Regions from separate parts of the Danio rerio genome. Here region 2 is linked to region 1. Evidence: chromatin contacts called from public HiChIP or PLAC-seq data. All regions are on one chromosome and are shown on one strand. Each heading gives the region's core, a stretch centred on a gene start, on an enhancer-like site or on the middle of the called end of the contact. The rest is flanking DNA. Distances are from core to core; before and after follow the strand shown. Region 1 holds the start of cnot1 (CCR4-NOT transcription complex, subunit 1). Region 2 holds the start of e2f4 (E2F transcription factor 4).

Region 1 (2,700 bases), core at 193-2,692:
CGAGTAAATAAACTTTAAGTGTTTGTGGTTCATGCAACACTAACTGACACAGCTGTATAATAATGAGTTTAATAACTGAAGTGTGGCGTTTAGTAAAGTAATATAAGCAGGTGTGAATTGTACAACTCAAATGAGTTTTTTACAAAAAGTACTTCCTTGAAACATTAAATAAAAGCAATAAAATCAAATAAACTCAAATAAATGCTAAGAACAGCAGAAACTAGCGTTATAGTTTTGTTTGCAAAAGCTAAACACAAAACCAAACTAACTAATGCATTTAATAGATAATATAAACACAAATCAATCTGCATAACAAATTATCAGGTTATATTCACAAGCTCGTAACTAACATTTCAGTTCAACTCAAACACTCCCAGCTCGACTGTGGAAAACACCGTTAGCAATCCTAGTGCTAACTCATCTTAAACCAAACTTTTTGTTTACACATTTAAAATGTACACAGTTGTGCCCTAAAACACACAATCTAAATGCGTTTATCAGCCAATGGCTCTAATCATCTCAAAACAAACTCTCTCGGCATTTTAAACCACAATTTCTGTCAGATTCAGTAACAGTCGTGCTAATCCAGAGCATGCTAACAGCTAGGCTAAGCTAACAGCGTAAACCTCATTGTTTCAAACGGTGACGAGCACTTAGCCTGTTCCCGACATGCTCACCTAACTGACAGGAACCTGGCGTCTGGTTTGTTTAGGACATTAACGTTAGAAATACACAAAAATGGTTCTTATGCATCTTCAACCCATGATGATCTCATGCAAGTCAAGTGTTAGTAAAACACTGGCACACACTTCCACTTCTAGTAAGAATATCTGGCAGCCTGACTCATGTAAAGGCGTAATAAATGCACTGGTAACGTTAGTGGTGTACTACATGATAGTAAACATGGAAGTTTGTGTAAAGCAGTGTTAGTGAACATTAGCAGCCATGCAGTTTAGCATATAGCCATACTGCTGTTTACTGGGCCTCACTCAACACATTTATGTGGTTGGAGAAACCAAACTCGGAGTCTAAATCACACCAGTGATCATGTAGCACCAACACGAGCCCTGGTCATGACTAGAAGGCTCTCCACAATTAATGTGATTCATATCACCAACCGAACTCCTACAGGCCGTTACAGATATTTCCACCATCCCGCGCGTAGGGCAAATTTGCTTCTTAGGAGTTTTTGGCCGTTAAACAAGCAAGGTAAGCTACACGCTAACAAGCTAACGTTAAATTAGCCGAGCAGACAACATATGATAACCAATTTATATCCCCAGCGCTTTGGGGGATTATAGCGCAGCGCCGAGCGCAGAGAGTGGACGCGTTACCTCGATCCTGGAAAAATTACGTGCGGATGATCATTTTCGTCGTGTTTCTTCGTTCTGATCTTGACGGATAAAAGGTCGCTTTCTCCCTCGGTTCGGTTTGGATTTTTCAAAATAAAATGGCGACTGTCACGGCACGCGCGCGCACCCAGTGCGGTGCTTATTGAGCTCGCGCACGAGCTCGCGACTACGCAACATATGAAGTGATGCGCGCTGCCACCGCGCCCCGCCTCTCCCTGTGCGCACAAACACTATAAAAAGACGGAGATCTGCGCAGATGCGAACACACACCTGTTGCTGTGTGAACGGATTTACAACAACAACGGAGATTTGTAAGAAGATGCTTCTTTTTTTTTCTAAACAAGAACATATCTCTAAAAAACACAGTTTATTGATGTAATACATCGAGTGTATACTGAATGCAGGCCCATAGCCAGCCTGGTGGTGATAACGATGGTTCTTTTTTTCCCCTCATAAAGTCCTTTTGCAGTTATTCGCCTCATCTTCTATTTCATTATGAGGTTTAAATACTGCATTCTAATAATATTTTAAGCACCTTTTTGTTTAAATAGCTGGTCATTTTTGATGTACCAAAAAATTTTCTTTAAGATTTTGAAAAAAAACTTTAAAATACTAATTTATTATGTGATTTATCGTTAAGAAAAAAAAAAAAAAATATATATATATATATATATATATATATATATATATTTTTTTTTTTTAAATGCATCTTATGTTAATTTATTTAGGCAAATAACAATCTAACCAGCACATTCAAATTACCTTAGTTAGAATTTGGTCATTTGAATAAAAAAATAAACAATATTAATGTAGAGCTTCACAATTATTTTTGATTTGTCTCTTGTAAAAAGTTCAATTGAAAATTCACAGAAAACAATAGCCTGATTATTATTAAAATTAAATGTAAAATGGGCTGCCTGTGTTTCATGAATAAGTTCCACGATTTAGAATAGAAGTTTCTTGTAGTTTTCTTTATTTAGCAACAATACAGTAGGTCAGTAGTGAACGATAGCTTAACTTTCGTCAAATTGTATGTTTTCTGGCACAGATGTTGGACTCATGAAAAATAAATGTTTGCACTGGCCAGAACACATCAGCTGAAGTCACGACAGCAACAGAGGATTCCACTCGGTCTTCTTCGATGGATTTTGTTCACAATTTATGACAGAATAGCAGTCAAAATAAAAGAAATGAGGTCATGCATGGGACAAATTCTGCACCTTTGTCAGTGGGGACTGGGTCTTTCAAACCACCCGAACCCCCTGGCTATGGGCCTGGAATGTTCATCATTGTTGTAGGAAAGTATGAAAATTGATGTTTGCTCTAAAAACCATTTAGAGTTTAAATC
Region 2 (2,700 bases), core at 179-2,678, 100 kb before region 1:
CATCCAACAGAACAGATGATTAAATATAAAGTTTTTATTGCATATTGAAAATGTTTTATATACGCAATCCTAAACACAACAGTTGACTTAAAAACACTTGATCATTTACAAATGTTCATGCGACTTTTTAAATGTTAGTCATATTGTGAAAGACTTGTCTGGTCACCATTCACTAGAAGTGCATCTTAACTCAGTGTAAAGAAAGTGAATGGTGACCGAGGCTGTCATTCAGCCTAACATCTCTTTTAGTGGTCCCACTAAAAACTAATGTTCGGAACAAATATGAGAGTGAAAATATAGACAAAATGCTAATTTCTTTAAAATGTACCGTAACTAATCTAAGAGATAAAAAAATCAGATTTGACAAGCAACCGAACTAGATGCGGTCCACTTCGAGTAGCGCCTGCGCAAATCTAAACTCCAAACAACATAGGACATTTCAAAACAACATATTTGCATTATAATATATTTATACATACAAAAACCAGGTTTAAACTCTAAAGCATGCTTTGCAACTCCACCATTTGCATAGGCCTAAATTTCCCAAAACTCCAGAGCACGTGCTTGTTTTGAAGGCTTTTGTTTGAGTTTTCAGCCCGGATGGAAACTACTTTTCCACCGCAAATAAACTCCGGCGTACAACAACAAACACCGGAGCGGATTATAGAACTGCCGACTGCAGTGACATTACATTTGCAACTTGTTAGCTGACTAGTCTAATTTAGTAAATGAGCTAGTGTATTGTCGTGGGAGTTGAGTGAGGGGATGTGCGTGCACGCGACCCCCTCCTCCCTTAGCAAAGCAACTTTCAGGCAACTTTTACAAGATCTGCAGTTTATCTGTATTCATGCACATTTTAAAAGATAAACGCGGTGCATGCGCTGTGTGTCTCGCGAGCGCGTGTGTGATATTGTACAGATGTATAGGTGATGGTGATGGTGATGAGCTGATGTCGTGCTTACAGCTTTCAGATCCAGCACTCCGTCCTTCGCTTCCTGCAGTAGAGTCACAAATTTGGTGGTGAGCAGTCCGAGACTTTTCTCGTGGCGACTGGGGGTCTGCGGCTGCAGCGACTCTCCCATCGCTCCCAGGTCGTTTCTTCCGGTTTCTAAATCCATCAGGATGATGTTGAAGTATTAATAAATCCCCGCAGTTGTGTTTATGGTTGCATAAATAACGCTTTCTGCTTGCTATATCGCTGACAGCACCGCTCCTGCCGCGTAAACGCTCGCTTCCCGTCAACGACCGGCGATTTGCGAACCATGGACGGGAAAGTTGTCCACAAAATGACAGAGCTGCGACCGCTGTTCGGGGTCTGGTCCGGTTTGGGACACGGATCACCCCAACCCAGATGGCCTAACAGAACAGGAGGTCTTACGAGCACCAGCGCTGAGCTGCTTGAATGACTGAAGCCGTTGAAGGCGCAGTGCATCATGGGATGACCTGATAAAAAAATTGGAGGGTTCCTGCATTGCGTAAAGCGGCCTGAGGGGGGCGATAAAAGCGGCGTCGTTGAACTGAAACGACCATGTGGGGGCTACAGACACCGGTTTTTCTCTTTGTCGTGTGCTAAATTGAAAAATGCAAAGTTTTCTATTCACAGATGTTGTCGTATTTGAATAATTGACCCTTAATATAATTAAAACAATATATTTGCTGTTTTTTGTTGCATTTTACATCAATTTTTATTTTGCCTGATTGTTTTATCACTAAATGGACGGACGGACGGACAAACGGACGGACAGATAGATAGATAGATAGATAGATAGATAGATAGATAGATAGATAGATAGATAGATAGATAGATAGATAGATAGATAGATAGATAGATAGATAGATAGATAGATAGATAGATAGATAGATAGATAGACAGACAGTTAAATGCAAAGATGATAGATAGATAGATAGATAGATAGATAGATAGATAGATAGATAGATAGATAGATAGATAGATAGATAGATAGATAGATAGATAGATAGACAGATAGACAGACAGTTGAATGCAAAGACAGATAGATAGATAGATAGATAGATAGATAGATAGATAGATAGATAGATAGATAGATAGATAGATAGATAGATAGATAGATAGATAGATAGATAGACAGATAGACAGACAGACAGTTGAATGCAAAGACAGATAGATAGATAGATAGATAGATAGATAGATAGATAGATAGATAGATAGATAGATAGATAGATAGATAGATAGATAGATAGATAGATAGATAGACAGACAGTTGAATGCAAAGACAGATAGATAGATAGATAGATAGATAGATAGATAGATAGATAGATAGATAGATAGATAGATAGATAGATAGATAGATGATAGATAGATAGATAGATAGATAGATAGATAGATAGATAGATAGATAGATAGATAGATAGATAGATAGATAGATAGATAGATAAACTGATGGATGGACAAAGAGAGAGAGAAAGAGAAGCAATGAGACTGACAGATATAGATAGATAGACGGACAGATGAATGGATGGATCCACAGACAAGCAGATTTACTGAAAGAATGACTGACATAGATCAGAAATAGATGCACTGATGGATGGACAAAGAGAGAGAGAAAGAGAAACATTGAGACTGACAGATGGATAAACCGATAGATATTTAAACATCTAAAATAAGTATAGGCACATACACATTTGTACAAACCCTCATCTTGACCATGCAAATGACATAAC

What was found. HiChIP or PLAC-seq counts read pairs in DNA pulled down with a chosen protein or histone mark.
Region 2: an H3K4me3 HiChIP or PLAC-seq map of gastrula embryo shows a contact between it and region 1, with 3 times the contacts expected there. The contact joins the promoter of e2f4 here to the promoter of cnot1 in region 1. A contact is called at or near these places in 2 of 4 datasets of contacts at active chromatin or transcription factors (embryo and gastrula embryo).

Annotation. Positions count from the first base shown.
Region 1 is chr25:18,254,579-18,257,278 of GRCz12tu, reverse strand. It overlaps cnot1 (CCR4-NOT transcription complex, subunit 1), which reads right to left and starts at 1,442. Exons shown (of 49, transcript NM_001079951.2): 1 at 1,335-1,442.
Region 2 is chr25:18,358,795-18,361,494 of GRCz12tu, reverse strand. e2f4 (E2F transcription factor 4) reads right to left here and starts at 1,428. Exons shown (of 10, transcript NM_213432.2): 1 at 963-1,428. The coding sequence starts at 1,118.